6 separate regions of the Sus scrofa genome follow, and regions 1, 2, 3, 5 and 6 are each linked to region 4. A link is a contact called in public HiChIP or PLAC-seq and promoter capture Hi-C data. All regions are on one chromosome and are shown on one strand. The core of a region is the stretch at or near the end of the contact, and the rest is flanking DNA. Distances in the headings are between cores, read along the strand shown.

What was found. Promoter capture Hi-C pulls out the DNA fragments that hold promoters and counts their contacts. HiChIP or PLAC-seq counts read pairs in DNA pulled down with a chosen protein or histone mark.
Region 1: an H3K27ac HiChIP or PLAC-seq map of alveolar macrophages shows a contact between it and region 4. The contact joins the promoter of ZNF322 here to the promoter of HMGN4 in region 4. A contact is called at or near these places in 1 of 47 Hi-C or Micro-C datasets (heart right ventricle) and 1 of 2 datasets of contacts at active chromatin or transcription factors (alveolar macrophages).
Region 2: an H3K27ac HiChIP or PLAC-seq map of alveolar macrophages shows a contact between it and region 4. The contact joins the promoter of LOC110261670 here to the promoter of HMGN4 in region 4. A contact is called at or near these places in 1 of 5 promoter capture datasets (fetal skeletal muscle), 1 of 47 Hi-C or Micro-C datasets (skeletal muscle) and 2 of 2 datasets of contacts at active chromatin or transcription factors (alveolar macrophages and skeletal muscle).
Region 3: a promoter capture Hi-C map of liver shows a contact between it and region 4, with 4 times the contacts expected there. The contact joins the promoter of LOC110261482 here to the promoter of HMGN4 in region 4. A contact is called at or near these places in 1 of 5 promoter capture datasets (liver) and 1 of 2 datasets of contacts at active chromatin or transcription factors (alveolar macrophages).
Region 5: a contact with region 4 is called in an H3K27ac HiChIP or PLAC-seq map of alveolar macrophages. The contact joins the promoter of HIST1H2BD here to the promoter of HMGN4 in region 4. A contact is called at or near these places in 2 of 5 promoter capture datasets (fetal liver and liver), 6 of 47 Hi-C or Micro-C datasets (adipose tissue, epiblast stem cells, liver and 2 more) and 1 of 2 datasets of contacts at active chromatin or transcription factors (alveolar macrophages).
Region 6: a contact with region 4 is called in an H3K27ac HiChIP or PLAC-seq map of alveolar macrophages. The contact joins the promoter of LOC100156127 here to the promoter of HMGN4 in region 4. A contact is called at or near these places in 2 of 5 promoter capture datasets (fetal liver and liver), 5 of 47 Hi-C or Micro-C datasets (adipose tissue, alveolar macrophages, liver and 2 more) and 1 of 2 datasets of contacts at active chromatin or transcription factors (alveolar macrophages).

The regions. Positions count from the first base shown.
Region 1 is chr7:21,142,092-21,144,791 of Sscrofa11.1, forward strand. ZNF322 (zinc finger protein 322) reads right to left here and starts at 1,313. Exons shown (of 2, transcript XM_021099814.1): 1 at 1,141-1,313.
Region 2 is chr7:21,219,224-21,221,923 of Sscrofa11.1, forward strand. It overlaps LOC110261670 (histone H2B type 1-J), which reads right to left and starts at 1,340. Exons shown (of 1, transcript XM_021099843.1): 1 at 506-1,340. The coding sequence starts at 1,280. The coding sequence ends at 900. It overlaps LOC110261666 (histone H2A type 1), which reads left to right and starts at 1,580. Exons shown (of 1, transcript XM_021099839.1): 1 at 1,580-2,464. The coding sequence starts at 1,609. The coding sequence ends at 2,001.
Region 3 is chr7:20,787,827-20,790,526 of Sscrofa11.1, forward strand. LOC110261482 (histone H2A type 1-C) reads left to right here and starts at 1,324. Exons shown (of 2, transcript XM_021098432.1): 1 at 1,324-2,467. The coding sequence starts at 1,943. The coding sequence ends at 2,335. It also overlaps the pseudogene LOC110261485.
Region 4 is chr7:20,997,552-21,000,251 of Sscrofa11.1, forward strand. It overlaps HMGN4 (high mobility group nucleosome-binding domain-containing protein 4), which reads left to right and starts at 1,362. Exons shown (of 2, transcript XM_001928253.7): 1 at 1,362-1,546. TRNAR-ACG (a tRNA gene) reads left to right here and starts at 441; the gene lies at 441-513. TRNAV-CAC (a tRNA gene) reads left to right here and starts at 1,081; the gene lies at 1,081-1,153.
Region 5 is chr7:20,819,802-20,822,562 of Sscrofa11.1, forward strand. It overlaps HIST1H2BD (histone cluster 1, H2bd), which reads left to right and starts at 1,289. Exons shown (of 2, transcript NM_001243656.1): 1 at 1,289-1,724. The coding sequence starts at 1,335. The coding sequence ends at 1,715.
Region 6 is chr7:20,840,912-20,843,636 of Sscrofa11.1, forward strand. It overlaps LOC100156127 (histone H2B type 1-M), which reads left to right and starts at 1,274. Exons shown (of 2, transcript XM_001927939.5): 1 at 1,274-1,576; 2 at 1,579-1,748. The coding sequence starts at 1,318. The coding sequence ends at 1,697.

The sequences.
Region 1 (2,700 bases), core at 63-2,562, 140 kb after region 4:
GCCTCCTCTCCCTCATTAAAAATCCACCATTTATATAGAAACATACAGCTTGATATACTACTTACCGTAACAACAGAGACTTAAGACTGTTTCCTTTTGGCTCCAAAAGGTCTCTAGACCATAACTAAGCCCAACACTCAAGTCTTCCCTCTCCTAGAGAAAAAAAAATCAATAACGTAGAAAATAATTTTTGTTATTTTCTAAAAACGAAATTTATCATTTTTCTGGAGCTAGACATCAAAAAATTGGTCCCATTTATACTCCCCGCTCTAATCAATATCCTTCGACCATAACTTACTTTTTTCTACCTTTGCTTACATTGTTTTTCTTGCAAGAAGTACCTGACACTAGCAGCCATCGATCCCTTCGCAAACAGCTCCCAACATCCAGAACCCTTCTGAGTAAGGACTAACTTTAATTTCATAGTAAAGCCCTGAGTCCTGTTCTACTTGTTCTAATTTTTCTTCTCCGTAAAGTGTATTACCGCAACTTCTGAGGTCAATGACCCTTGTTCTACCACTATAAACCTCAACATGCAGTTGATAAGTGCATAAGATACAAAATTATATATAACGCCGTTTCCAAAAATGGTCATTCGAGTAATCAAACCAGATTCCCTGCATACAGATTCGACTGCAACATGACCAATTTGCATTAAAGATGCGGGTGGGCGGTGGGTGGGGAACTCCATTCAACGTCCATAGGGGCTTTTTCCCCCAAAATAAAAGACACAGATCGCTTAGAAAACTGTCTGGCAGTGTTTACTATTATTATCTTCAGGAACGATAGTACTAAGCTTCTCTTCTTTCAACTTTTCATTGACCACCTTTCAGTCCGCCGTCAGGGGGTTCCCAGACCCCACAGGGTCGCGAGCAACGGGGGCTGCTCCTACGAGGCAGAGGCCTGGGGGGGGGGGGTGTCTCCGGTCCCGCTGGACTCCTGCCCCATCCCTGGCTCCGCAGGCCATGCCCCTCCCAGGCCCCGCGGGCCGCGCTTACCCCAGCAGCAGCGGCACCGCCCCTCCGCCTGGAACGGCACTTCCGGTTACTCTCCGGACACTCGGATTTGGGCTTCCCGGCGGCCGCAAACTGCGGGCAGTGAATCTAAGGGCCCACCTTCGGGAAAAGAAGGAAAGCAAACCTGTGAGGCCAACGAGAGCCAGAAGCAGCTCCCTTTGCGCGGCTCGGCGAGAGCAGTTGGGGCCAGGCCATCCAGTGGGCGCTTTCAGGGCCGACAAGGCGAGCTACCCTTGTCCTTTCAGCCTGGCCGGGAAGCTGCAGGCGCAGCCCCGCCCCCGCGAATCACATGATCATCCCTGGTTCAGCAACTAGGGCTCTCCACCCCCGGCCTCTGGGCCAATAGGGGCCGAGCCTCTGGAACAGGGGCGGGGCCCCGGGGCGCCTGCGCTCCCGGGCCCTTACTGTTTCCGGGCGGAGCGGGCCAGGACTTTACTTAGGGGTTCTTTCTGACGCGGCGAATGTCCGCGATTGACGAGAGGTCCTCGCTGCCAACTTGTCTAAGGAGAAGCAAAGCTGTTTAATATTAGTTGCCGACTTCTGTTTCCTCAAGGCTGCTGAATGAGGTTTCGAAGCAGGAGTAGCGTCAAAAGAGATGGATGTCGCCGACCCTGAGGAAAACACCCCGAAGGATCTGGAAGAAATAGAGGATCCCAAAGCACAGTGGAAGCGCACTGTCACCGAAGATGTGGCCAGAGAGATGGATGAAATGCTTTAAAAGGGGGGTGGTGTTGTCTTTGTGTGGGTGGAGAAAACTGCGGAGGAGGATAGGACTGCTCTGATAGTAAGAGGTTTCTCAGCCATTTCTGATTGTGTTTCTGGGCTAGAATCATCTTAAGTAATATCCTGAGTTTGGGTTGTAGCAGAAATGAGGTTTCCTTCAGAATGAAGTAAATATATAAACATATGTATGTATATATAAAAATACCTCCTACTGTTCAATCTTTCAATGAAAAAAGAAGTTTCCTAAAAGCCCTCAGACATCAAAAGGAAAGGATGAGTATGAGAAATGTAGAGGGCTGAAGCCTGGATAATGTGACCAAGGTCTTGGATTGGGAAGAAAAAACTTGAGGTTAGGGAATGGTGAGGGTCTTAACAGTTATATAGTTAATTCATATGGGTTAATGAGTTAAATCACGATTAACTAATCATGTTCCTAATTCTGGAATTCTTTCCCAGAGGATCTGCACCTTAGTTTTATGTTTGTTTTTAATGAAAATTTCCAAGTAGGCCCAAAATATTCTATCCAGAGCCATTTTAATACTTGGAATAATTTTAATACTTTAGAGTATATGTTCCAGACATTGTTCTCTGCATTTTCCATATATTATCTAACTTATAACAAATTCTATGAGATGTTTATTATTTTTATCTTAGGAGAAAACTGGTGCAGGAAGAGATTAACTTACTCAAAATCACACATTTATTAACTAGTGAATCTGAAATTTTGAACAGTCCCACCAGAGCTCATGCTTGCTATCATTGTACAAATATGGCTACATCAAGAGTGGTGACTGTATTGTAGAAATGTACTGAAACAAGAATTAAGTGAACTGAGTTCTGATCCCTGCACTGCATATAAGAAAGTATCAGTAAGTGTTGAACTGTTCAGCTTTTTCCTTAAAGATACACTGACCTGAGCAAAGTGTTCATTAGATTCATTGTGGTATTCACTCAACAAATG
Region 2 (2,700 bases), core at 90-2,589, 220 kb after region 4:
CATCCTCTCCCTTTCTTGACTAGCGACGGTTTCAACCTGCCCTTTGGAAACCACTGAAGGTCAAGGCTGAAGCCTATTCCCCTGCAGCAAAGAAATGGGGGGCGCAGAAAGGCTTTTGTGCACAGTAGCCCCTTAGGGCCGGGATCGGTTTCATTTCGTCTTTTAACGTCTCCCATTATACGGATATAGAGCAAGTGGAAATCAATATTCTAATTAAAAGTAAAAGTGTTTGTACTCCTCAAGCTGAAAATTACATTTCTTTCTCGTCAAAGAGAAATTCGAGAATAGAAAATCTCATTCTGGAGAGAGAAAAAAAAAGAATGAAAAGCAGAATGGTCTACACAAAATCTTTTACTCAAGGAACTTGTGTGCGCTGGTCTGAGAGAGGCGGAAAGGGGATCCTTTCAGCGCACAGAAACCCCTTAGTTTCCGGGATGCCGGCAACCAGACAGGCCGTGGAGAAGGGCGGCGCTGATCGCGGCAAATTTAACTGCCGGCGCCAACCTCTGCACCCGGGTAGGTAGGACTCCAGCTCTGTCCGACAAGTTACGGGAAATTTTTGATTTTACTTCCACTACTTAGCTGTAAAATCTATCAGAACTGATAGCTGAGCCCTTTTAAATATACTTAAGTTCCTAAATAACCGTGAAAAGCTCAGGATGAGGTTACACAAGGAGCTCGAGCTTTGCCAAGGTCAGATAACGTTACTCCTGTTAGTGGTCTCTTGTTATTTTGGGAACAGAAAGTTCTTTAAGACTGTTCAAGAAATTGTTCTGCTCGGCGACTAAATACCAAAATTACAAACGCCCAGCGCAAAAGTAAAAAGCACCAGCTCTCTTTCTGAAAGTGTGGGTGGCTCTTAAAAGAGCCGTTAGGATCGTTAGCAACCAACTCACTGTTTACTTGGCACTGGTGTATTTGGTGACAGCCTTGGTACCCTCGGACACGGCGTGCTTGGCCAGCTCCCCGGGCAGCAACAGGCGCACGGCCGTCTGGATCTCCCGGGACGTGATGGTCGAGCGCTTGTTGTAATGCGCCAGCCGCGAGGCCTCGCCAGCGATGCGTTCGAAAATGTCATTAACGAACGAATTCATGATGCCCATAGCCTTGGAGGAAATGCCGGTATCCGGGTGCACTTGCTTCAGCACCTTGTACACGTAGATGGAGTAACTCTCCTTGCGACTGCGCTTGCGCTTCTTGCCGTCTTTCTTCTGCGCCTTGGTCACAGCCTTTTTGGAGCCCTTCTTCGGAGCTGGCGCGGACTTTGCTGGCTCAGGCATAATTCAAAGCAGCTAAAAATGCCTCCAGGAAAAATGAAAACCGCTATGACGAACACACAATGTGTCCTTTTTATATAGAATCTCTTATGCAAATAAGGTGATTAGCTAAAGACTTTGTCTGATTGGTGGCTAATCAAGTAAAATGTCCGGAATTAGTTCTGTCCAATCAGAACGCAAGAGTCCCAAACTCGCGTTTTCATTGGTTAAATTAAGCCAAAATGTTAACCAATGACACGCATTCTTCTTCGCGCCCAATAAGGGTTATAAAAAGTGCCGCGCCTGGACTTTCGCTTTGCTAACTACCACAAGCGAAGCTGCTGTCGCTATAATGTCGGGAAGAGGCAAACAGGGAGGCAAAGCCCGCGCCAAGGCCAAGACTCGCTCCTCGCGGGCCGGGCTCCAGTTCCCGGTGGGTCGAGTGCACCGCCTGCTCCGCAAGGGCAACTATGCCGAGCGGGTCGGCGCCGGCGCGCCGGTGTACTTGGCGGCGGTGCTGGAGTACCTGACGGCCGAGATCCTGGAGCTGGCGGGCAACGCGGCCCGCGACAACAAGAAGACGCGCATCATCCCGCGCCACTTGCAGCTGGCCATCCGCAACGACGAGGAGCTCAACAAGCTGCTGGGCAAGGTCACTATCGCTCAGGGCGGTGTCTTGCCCAACATCCAAGCGGTGCTGCTGCCCAAGAAGACTGAGAGCCACCACAAGGCCAAGGGCAAGTAATGGCCTAGATTTCGGCGACACGCATCAAACCAAACCAAAGGCTCTTTTCAGAGCCACCCACATTTTCTGGAAAAGAACTTAACATCTATCTTGTTTGGGAAGATGAAAAGAGATTTAATGTGAAAATTTCCTTAACTTCTAGTTTGGTCAAGTCGAAGTGTGGTAAAAGGCTTCATATTTGAATTAAAAAGTAAAATGACTTCATAATGACACATTAGGTTCATTGGCTGTGGAAAGACGGGCAGCTGAGTGTTTGGGGCGGGGAGTAGAGACTATTTCTAGGGCGGCTTGTAAACTGTTTACTACAAATGAGCGGCTTTAAACAAATTCTCGACTCGGGAGGCCAAAAGTTCAAAATCTAAGTGCTGCTAGGGTTCCTGCTGGAGTCTTGAGGGAGGAATCATTCTGTACTTGCCAGCTTCTGGTGGTTGCCAACAATTCCTTGGTTTGTGGCAGCATATCTTCAATCTCCCACCTTCCCAGTGTGTCTCTCTGTCCTCTTAGGGATAGCCAGCGGTCGTTAGGTTTGGGCCCACACTATATCCGATTGAAACAGTGGCATACGTGAAACATTTAAGCAAAGACAAGTTTCAGGAAGTTAATTAAGTTTAAGACCAAGAATGTATAAGCAAGATAAAGGACAGAGAAAGCAAGGGTAGAAAGTGAGTTCATAATCAGAGGTCAGGTCATGTAGGACTA
Region 3 (2,700 bases), core at 74-2,573, 210 kb before region 4:
CCAGAATTTATTTATAAGGAAAAAAGGGAAGAGAAGAAAACAAACCAATCAACTTGCAGTCGTTCTGGGAATAGTGAATCTGTTTGGACATTTATGGTGTAAACAGATTGGCAGTGAGGAGACATTTGTCTGACTTGGGACAATTAAGTCCTTGGGCAGGCTCACTAGGGGCAGAGAAAAAAAATCTGTTTTAGTTGTTTAAGGACTTGGGGAATCTTAAAATTTGGCTGATCTCCTGTGACAAGCATCTGTCATTGTCCTATATATTTGCACTTCTGCCTTAATTGGGCCAGGGCTGCCCCTCATTTCTCAGGTAACTTCCAGGTTAGACAGCCAATGATGGTGAAGTCCTGCTCAAATTGTCTGTCTAGCACCAGACAGGCCTCAGTATTTTTCCAAGATGTCAAAAGAAAACAGCACATTTAAGATCACCGGGTCTTTATGTTAAGCAATCTAAATGATACGCTATCTTACCCCAAATCCTACCAAAAAAACACCAAAACAAATGAAAAAGCCTTGTTCTCTTTGTAGCCAATTTTACCTCCTGTATTGTCCCACTTTTTTACAAAAAAAGCAAATTTTACTCCTAGGTTCAGAAAATGTGTTCTAGACGAATAAAATAAAATGGAAAATGTGTTTCACTCACCTCAAAATCTTCCCTTAGAGCAAAAATGACCAAGTGCTTAAGGGAATGCGGAATTTCTCAGGAACCATCTCCCCCCGCCCAGGACTGCCAGGTAAGGAAGTTTCTCTATTAGACACTTTGTATTGCCAAGTTCCATCCACAGCGCCCCTGCTCTCTTCCCGCCTAGTTTCCCGAACTTACAGGAAGCTTTTGTCAAATTGCAAGCGTCCCTAAAGCATTCAATTCTGACTGTACTGGTTACACAAGGCACCAGAAACCTAAGCAGGTTTTTCATGTTCCAATCACCCCAGACCAACTGCAGCACACTGATCACTGCAACCCACAAAATAGAGTGGACTTTACACTTGGGGGCTAAGCCCTAAGGCAGAAAACAGTGATTAACACTTTGGCATGACCGTGTCAACAACACAGCAGCGGTTTTAATTGTGTAACACCTTACACCCAATTACAAAGTTACAAATAACTCTACCACTCACGCAATCACACAAAACCAAGTGTTAGAGATTGCAGCTCTCTTTGTGGACATGTGGGTGGCTCTGAAAAGAGCCTTTGGGGTAAGTGTAAAGATGCTTACTTGGCAATTTATTTCGAGCTGGTGTACTTGGTGACAGCCTTGGTGCCCTCGGACACGGCGTGCTTGGCCAGCTCCCCAGGCAGCAGCAGCGCACGGCCGTCTGGATCTCCCGGGACGTGATGGTCGAGCGCTTGTTGTAATGCGCCAGCCGCGAGGCCTCGCCGGCGATGCGCTCGAAAATGTCGTTGACAAAGGAGTTCATGATGCCCATGGCTTTGGACGAGATGCCGGTGTCCGGGTGGACCTGCTTCAGCACCTTGTACACGTACACGGAGTAGCTCTCCTTGCGGCTGCGCTTTCGCTTCTTACCGTCTTTTTCTGGGCCTTGGTAACCGCCTTCTTGGAGCCCTTCTTCGGAGCGGGAGCGGACTTCGCTGGCTCAGGCATTTTGAACCTGAAAAAAAACCAAGATCAAAATGAAAGCAGGAAGCGGATTTCTGGTACTTATAGGGCCTTTATGCTAATGAGGGATGCAGAGCGTGTCTTAGTTAATTGGAAGAAAAACAGCAAGGCTGTCATCTATGGGCAGAACTATGCAAATGAGGGATGGAAATAAAGCTTTTCTATTGGCTACTTGACTGTGTCTGGTTAATAGCCAATCAGGCAACAGAATTTACTCCCCAGGAAATGCCTATAAAAGCGGCTGTGTCTTACCTAGTTGTAGACTTGGTCTTCCATAACGACTGGTCTTGTCTTGTTTATTTTCTTTTTATTTTTTTCCTATGTCGGGACGTGGCAAACAAGGAGGAAAGGCTCGGGCCAAGGCCAAGTCTCGTTCCTCGCGCGCCGGACTCCAGTTCCCGGTGGGCCGAGTGCACCGCCTGCTTCGCAAAGGCAACTACGCCGAGCGGGTGGGCGCTGGCGCTCCGGTATATCTGGCGGCGGTGTTGGAGTATCTGACAGCTGAGATCCTGGAGTTGGCTGGCAACGCGGCTCGCGACAACAAGAAGACCCGCATTATCCCGCGCCACCTGCAGCTGGCCATCCGCAACGACGAAGAGCTCAATAAGCTACTGGGCCGCGTGACCATCGCTCAGGGCGGCGTCCTGCCCAACATCCAGGCCGTGCTGCTGCCCAAGAAGACCGAGAGCCACCACAAGGCCAAGGGCAAGTGATTAATTAGACCAGTACCAGGGTTTCCGGAAGTGCTTTCAAACCCAAAGGCTCTTTTCAGAGCCCCCCACTATTTCAAAAAAAAGAGCTAGTGACATTATAGATGAAAGGGGAAAGAAAAAGGCGAGGCAAAGGTAAGTTAATTTTTACCGGAGCTGGGATAATAAAAACTTTAGGTTTTTAGAAAAAGTTTGAGATGTAAATAGAAGTGTGCCTTTGCAGGAAATCTAATGATAAGCCAAGTTGCTACGTATTTAAGATAGTCGAGTGATGTGGTTTTGATCAGTAACTTGTGTGGCTTACCTGCAGAGGTATTTGGTGGTTCCTATAAACTTGACTAGCAAACTGGTTCGTGAGGGCAAAGGCC
Region 4 (2,700 bases), core at 112-2,611:
TTTGTGAAAAAAAAATTTTATTTTATTTATATTACTCAATGAATTTATTACATTTGTAGTTGTATAATGCATTTCCATCCCAAACCTCCAGCATCCCCCTACCCAAATCTATTTTCTTGACAGTTGTATTTCCGGTACCTTGAATGGTAATATCGGTTGAATGAATGAATTATTGAATGGGGGTGATACTGAGGCCGAGAGAGTGCCAGGCTTGCCTCCTACCGCCATTTTTCGGTTGGTTCAGACACACTGAGACAGGACTACAGACACTGGGGGACGCGCGTGCAAGCAAAGTGGCTGCCTGGGAGTCCACGCGCTGCAAGTCTGAACTAGCTAGGACAACGCAACTTGCAGGCCCAGGCGCAGACCGCACCGCGTGAAGCAGCGCCGCCGCCTTGTTTCTGATGAAGGCATGCCCGCCTGAAAAGTGTACACACGCCGGGCCAGTGGCGCAATGGATAACGCGTCTGACTACGGATCAGAAGATTCCAGGTTCGACTCCTGGCTGGCTCGATGTGCGTGGTTACTTTTTACTTACCTCCTCTGCCTACCGCTGAGACGTTCGATCAAGTTAGGAAATCCTTATAAAGTGAGGTGTGCCTGGAAGTCTCGGGAGCGAGAAAGCGCCAGTTTTAACCGCAACGGGAGACGTCACTCCTTAGCAGAGCAATTCCGCGTACGGCCATGAGGTGGCGCCAGCGGGAGAAATGCGCGCGGGCCGGGTGTCACGCCCAGCTTCGCCAGTCCATTCTAACTAAAGGTAACATAGTAAACAAAGGGAAAGAAATTAAAATCTAGTTCAGACTGAGAAATGGTAGTGAAGGGGTTAAAGTCGCATTCGTTCTCCCCTATCCAGCCATTTCCGGAATAAATTATTAAGAACTCGGCTCCAGATCTATGCGCCCTACGGGCTTGGCTTTCGCATTTAATTGGCTTCTCTGATTTAGGAGAATGGTACACAGACGCCAAGTGCACGTTAACGACGGAGATTTACAGGAACGGAGCAAATGGGCAGCGGAGGCATGGGGGTGGGGAGTTCCGTAGAATGAACTACCAGTCGGGGAAAACCATCACCGCAAGGTTTCCGTAGTGTAGTGGTTATCACGTTCGCCTCACACGCGAAAGGTCCCCGGTTCGAAACCGGGCGGAAACAAACGTTTTTCTACCACCATACATTTCCTTTAAACCATTTATTTGAAAAAATCATAAATACGTTTCCCTCCTTTTCTTATCTCACTTGTCCCGGCCTGTGGTGCTGTGGCGACACTATTCAAAGTAGGTCCGGAGTCTGCGGCCCCCGGAGGCGGACACTAGTATCACGAGGGGAGAACCGGGCTGTCCCCGACTGCGACGCGAGGTGGCCCGACGCCCGCAGCCCCGGAAGCGCATCCCCGCCTTGCCTTGCCTTCCTGTTCCCGGCTGTGCCGGGCTCCGGGCGTCTCTCCACGATCGCAGGGTTCACGCCGGCCCTGCCCCAGCCGAGGGCACCTGCGCAGCAGGCCGGCAGTCGGGAGCCCCGCGCCGCTCGGACGGCCGCGAGACTCGGGTAAGCACCTCGGAAGGAGGCCTTTGCGAGCGTCTCCGGAAAATGGGGGGAGTGCGGCCGCCCTGCCTAGATTCGGGACCCTCCTGCAATCCGGCCCTCGTAGTGATGAGGTCACCTAGGGTCCCCCCCACCTCCGCCTTGCCTCCCATTCTCAAGAATAGCGGAATTCGGGAGGGGAGGGTCATTACAGGCCCTGCTGGAGTGAGAAGTCTCCAGGGAAGCTCTAGGGCAGAAAAAGGAGAAGCAAGAAGAGGATTTGAAAGCATAGGGCCCGCAGGGCTGTGGCCCTGAATAGGTCTGCCACTGGCCTGGGCTCTTTCTCCCCTCTCCTCTCCATCTTAGGCGGCCTCACCTCTGAGAATCCCCTCCTCAGTGGCCACCGAAGGGCTGAGCTTTCCACCACTTGGGCCTTCTGCTCTCCCTGTCAAAAAGAAAAAAGCATCCCAAAGTTAAGAAATAGACCAACTGTTGCATATTGCCTTGAGTCTTGAGAAAAGTCCCTGGCAATACCTGTTTTAAATCAGGACTTGGGCCCTGGTGTTTGGCCTCGTACCTCTGTTTCTGACATGGCCTGCTTCAGTGTTAATGGAAGAAAAACATTATACAATTTGTATAAAATTATATGTATGTAACACCATACAGCTTCAACATAGCCTCTAGATTTTCTTCTTAGGTGTATTATTATTACTGTTGTTGTTACTGTTTCTAAGGGTAACCAAGCCTAGTCTCTCAGATGGCAATGTTCCAGATTCCCTCAAATGACTGATATGAATGTGATGTTTTTATAACCATAAGACAAGTAAGAGCAATACTTACGTAATGAACTGTTTTCCTGGTTTTTTTTTTCTTTCTTTCTTTCTTTTTTAAACAGGCAACTTGTATAAGCATCCCTTCCCCAGCCCTGTCACTCCCTCATTTTCATACTTTCTCTGAAAGACACATGCTTTTGTCATCTTGTTGTTTCCCTTCTTAACAAGGCAATAAGTTGGACAGGTGCTCGATGCAAATTTGTCTAAGACATTTCCATTTAAAAACCCCTCTATACCACTCAGAAATACATGTGAGTTCATATGGTGCCTTCCAGGAGCAAGGGTCTCAGGGTCCTGGAGGTGTTGGGTTTTGTCCTCTCCATCTTTCTCTGAGGCCAAACCACA
Region 5 (2,761 bases), core at 39-2,538, 180 kb before region 4:
GCGGCGTGTCCTTGGCTGCGCTCAAAAAGGCGCTGGCGGCCGCTGGCTACGATGTGGAGAAGAACAACAGCCGTATCAAGTTGGGTCTGAAGAGTTTGGTGAGCAAGGGCACCCTGGTGCAAACCAAGGGCACTGGCGCCTCCGGCTCTTTCAAGCTCAACAAGAAGGCGGCCACCGGGGAAGCGAAACCCAAAGCCAAGAAAACGGGCGCGGCTAAGCCCAAAAAGCCCGCGGGAGCGGCTAAGAAGCCCAAGAAGGCGACGGGGACGGCCACCCCGAAGAAGAGCGCCAAAAAGACTCCAAAGAAGGCGAAGAAGCCTGCCGCGGCTGCAGGAGCCAAAAAAGCAAAGAGCCCCAAAAAAGCGAGAGCCGCCAAGCCTAAGAAGGCGCCCAAGAGCCCAGCGAAGGCCAAAGCGGTGAAACCTAAGGCGGCTAAACCAAAGACCGCCAAGCCCAAGGCAGCCAAGCCAAAGAAGGCGGCAGCCAAGAAGAAATAGGAAGTCCCTTTGGCCAACGGCTTACAAGCTCTACACAACCCAAAGGCTCTTTTCAGAGCCACCCACAGATCTCCGGAAAAGAGCTGTTGCACACTCTTAAGGGGGCGTGGCTGGGAGGAAAAGGCTGCGAGTTAAAGGGCGGGCCTCCGGGGACGGGAGGTGGGTCTTCATAGCGATTCATTTAAAACCTGTGGGAGGTGTAGCGGGCCGGGTATTTTGTCTGTCCCGAGTTTGGTTGGGTAGAAGGCCCACATCTTGCACACGTTTGGGAGTCAGGACTGATTCCGTTCGTGTTGCCCTAGCGCTATCTTCTAAGTATCCATTGCACAAATGTTAAGGTTAACGAACGTGAACTTGAAGGTGACCCAGCTCACCTTCAAGTTGATGTATGTGGTGGCTGCAAATTATTAGCTGTCCCAGGCGCAGGATAAGGCGTTTGCCCACCAACTTCATCAGCAGGACACTTAGATGGCTGCTAGTTGCGTGCAAACCCAATGCACCGAGTTATTAAAACTAACCCGTTCTAGGCTAAGCAGCCTTCTCTTAGCGGTGAAATACAGAGTGCAACTACTTGAAAAAACTATTTATACTAGCTGTGAGTAGCCTAGTCCAAGCCCTCTGATTGGGTCGAAGCAAAGTAAGTTAACAGCCAATGGAAACGTAGACCTGCAAGTTTCATTTACATTCGTGTTTGTGACGCCACAATAAAATTAATCCAATCGTGAGCGAAACCTTACTAACCTCATTTGAATACCGCATCTATAAATAAATGTGGCCTCACCCTGACTGACTATTTTCCCAGGTGTTAGCCTTGCAGTTCTAACTTTTAACGCTGCTATGCCTGAACCCACCAAATCTGCTCCCGCCCCGAAGAAGGGGTCCAAGAAAGCGGTGACTAAGGCGCAGAAGAAGGATGGCAAGAAGCGCAAGCGCAGCCGCAAGGAGAGCTACTCCGTGTACGTGTACAAGGTGCTGAAGCAGGTCCACCCGGACACTGGCATCTCGTCCAAAGCCATGGGCATCATGAACTCCTTTGTCAACGACATCTTCGAGCGCATCGCGGGTGAGGCCTCGCGGCTGGCGCATTACAACAAGCGCTCGACCATCACGTCCCGGGAGATCCAGACGGCCGTGCGGCTGCTGCTGCCCGGGGAGCTGGCCAAGCACGCCGTGTCCGAGGGCACTAAGGCCGTCACCAAGTACACCAGCTCCAAATAAATTTGCCAAGTAAGCATCTTTACTGTTAACCCCAAAGGCTCTTTTAAGAGCCACGCATGCTCTCAGCAAATGAGTTGTAATTGTTTAATTCCAAAGACTACTTTTTGAGTTCCCCCAAATTTAAAGTTTCGTTGCCATGCTTTAGTGCTCCAATAACAGCTACTTAGGAAATACTTATGAAGAACCTACGCAATAACTATGTGCCATAGGTTGCGGGTTCACTGTGGGCAAGTACCGATGAATTATTTAATGTCACCTAACTAAATGTTAGTTTGCACTCAAAATGCCATTTCAAGGGTACACCTTTCCTTTCCGTGTGTAGGTCTCCAAGTTGATCCTGGCGTTGTTCCAGAACTTGCGGATGACAGATTACCCAGAGCAGGAAACAGCATGCTCTGACAACTTCATTCTGCACTTTTTCTATTCTATTTTTCTTTTTTCTTTTTCAAGCCATGTAGACATATCTGAAAAAAGGCTGAAGACAATGTGAGTTTTCACAGATATATTGCAAAGGCTTTACTGGTTTGCTTGCTTTGTAATTGGTGCAGTTCTGCTTGAGGTTCTGAGCAGCGGCAGGGGAGGTAAAGGAGAAGCCCAAACTATCCTAAAGGATCCGACGGAAGGGAAAAGGAAAGGGAAGCCGTCTTTGAAATCCCTTGAAATCCTCTCAGCTACTCTATCTTCTTTCCCAGAAAGTCCTAATTAATTCTTAGTCCTGGGGGCGGGGCAGCATTCAGCTTTAATATTCTCTGGGTCAAAAGAGAGAAGCCCAAACTCTCAATCGGTTAATGTGTCGGAATCAGGGCTTAAGCCCCCTTTTCAGCACCCTTACCGCTTTACCGAATGTCCCCGAGCATCAAGGGTAGAGAGGAAGTAGAAAGGGAAGGGCAGGCAGCCCCTTCTGGCAGCAGTTGGCTTTTGCTGCACTAAGTCGGATAGCCTTAAGTGTTTTCATTGCTGGGGAAGATAAAACCTCTGAAAGGAAGTGGGGGCGGGGGAGCCTGTGGCAGGAAGGAAAGGAATCGATAATCAGAGGTGGCCAAGAA
Region 6 (2,725 bases), core at 24-2,523, 160 kb before region 4:
AAAAGAGAGAGAGTATTTCTCATTCTTGAGATCAAAGATACACTAGCAGAAAGGTTCCTCAGGGGTCTGAGAAAGGAGGGACCAGACCACAGTACCTCCTGACAACTTCTCCGAGAACCTTGTGTTAAATCCATCCTGCCAAAGCCAGAGGAAGCAAGAGCATTGTCCAGTAGAAGGCCTCAGCTCATGGTAACACCAGATCCTTAAGCCACTGGGGCGAGGGATGGAACCTGTGTCCTCAGGGATTCTAAGCAGAGTCGATTCCACTGAGCCAGGACCGGAAAATCCCCTCCACCTCCACCCTAAATGATTTAAAAGGCCTCGCAAGGACATGTTGCTCTCTTCCTCTCTTGCTTCTTTCTCTGTCTGTCTTTATATCTCCCTTTCTCCCTCCCCACCCCACCCCGCCTGTTTTTGTATTTTCTATGCACCTTCTTCTCTCTCTTCTCTCTTTAAATAATTACCTCACTACCTTCAGTCTCTTTGTCAAATTCTTTCTCCAAAAGGGACAAAGATCTGAGGACCTACATCAGGTGGTTAGCGTTCAACATTCTCACCAACAGCCACCGGAGAACAATGGTAATGGCAGAATTATCTGCTCAGAAGCCAGTTTCAGCCAAAGATGATGGTGGTGATAATAAAATTAAAGTAAAAGTGTTAAAGGCCAACCTGCTAACTTTTATTCTTTTATTTTTTTAATTCTTTTCAGTAGGTAGAATGAAGAACTTTCTTATCCGCGCTTGCAGTTAAAAGGAGTGATTTGATCCTCCGTTATGAAGGACATGTGGGTCACGAAATTCTATTCTTATCTCCCTTCAAGGGATGTAATTTTATTTATGTAATTTTATTTCCTGCTATATTTGTGTGTTTTGTGTGCTGTGGGAAACGCTGTCTTTGGTATTTTCTGTACCACCGCAGATCGCCTATTCTCTATTTTTCCTTTCCCTATTAGATTCAAATGTAAAGACAGAGCTTTTCCAGGACCTGAAAAGGAGGTTTAGAAGTCGGAGAGGTACTCGGGCAACTAGCTTTGCTTCCTTTGCAAGTCAAAGCTCTGGAAAGTCATATTTTTTAAAACTGACAAACTAAACGGAATTGTTATAAAACAGTGATAAGATTAAAGAAGCTGGCTTGATTGGTGGAAAATTGACTCAGGAGACCAATGGGAGAGTAGCTCGTTTGCATGCAGCCTGTGACAAACGAACGAATCAGCAGTTTGGAAACCAAGTCTTCATTTGCATAAATCTGTCTACAAATAGGCAGGATCCAGCAGCACAGCCACCATTTTCTTTTCTCTTCAGAGAAAGGGCAGGTAAAATGCCTGAACCAACGAAATCTGCTCCAGCCCCGAAGAAGGGCTCCAAGAAAGCCGTGACCAAGGCGCAGAAAAAAGATGGCAAGAAGCGCAAGCGCAGCCGCAAGGAGAGCTACTCCGTGTACGTGTACAAGGTGCTGAAGCAGGTCCACCCCGACACCGGCATCTCGTCCAAGGCCATGGGCATCATGAACTCCTTCGTCAACGACATCTTCGAGCGCATCGCGGGTGAGGCCTCGCGGCTGGCGCATTACAACAAGCGTCGACCATCACGTCCCGGGAGATCCAGACGGCCGTGCGGCTGCTGCTGCCCGGGGAGTTGGCCAAGCACGCCGTGTCTGAGGGCACCAAGGCCGTTACCAAGTACACCAGCTCCAAGTAAATTTATTTCTAGGCACTGTCAAACCCAAAGGCTCTTTTCAGAGCCACCTCACGTTTTCACAATCTGAGTTGTTCACTAGGACTTTTTAGTTCCTAGAAACTGCATTTAACTCGTGTGAAGGTGGTACTTTAGGAAACACTTTGAAAGTTAACTGTTTTTGTGGTACATCTACTTAACTGTTGTGGTTATGGACAACCGTCCTGTGTACAGGACTCCAGAAACTTTAGCAAGTGGGAGCTAGTAACTGCCTAGGTTTAACCCCAACCTTTGGAACTCTAGATTACCTTTAAAATTTGTACAGGGTGCTCTCTGTGCAAATAGCGGCGCTTTGTGAAGTCTGGTTTTCCGTTTTATGTAAAGCGCCTCCCTATAGTATTTGAGAAGCCATAGTTAGATTTTGAAATCCTGCTCTCTAAAAACTACATCCTCTGTGATGCTGCAGGACCGCGCCCAAGTTCTTTTGGGTGGAATTCCTTTTCTCACTCTTTTAAGCCCTTTTTTACCTAGGTCTTTCAAGTCAACTAAATTTTTAAAAGGCTCTCATCATTGGACTTTTTCTAAATATACAATCTTCTCCCTACTTCCCTGACTCGTTTTACAAAGCGGACCTGCAAAATTCACAGAATTCTATGTTCAGAATAAACAGTTTTAATATTGTGGTCACATAAAATAATCTGCAGCCTCCTATTAGCCCCTATCACTGTCAAGCTCCCTTCCTAGACCAGGGCCTTATTCTTCCTCCAGCTTTCCTGTTCTGTTTATGTGCTTCACAGCCTTTGGATGATTCCCCCCCTCCCCCCAAACTTGATAAAATCTGAAATCTGCTATAGGGAGTTCCCCTTGTGGCTTATCAGGGTTATGAACTCGATTAGTATCCATGAGGACTCGGGTTTGATCCCTGGCTCTGCTCAGTGGGTTAAGGATCCAGCGTTGTGGTGAGCCCTGGTGTAGGCCGGCATCTGTAGCAGCTGCGATTCGACCCGAGGCTGGGAACTATGCCAGTGGTTACAGGTTTAAGAAGCAAGCAA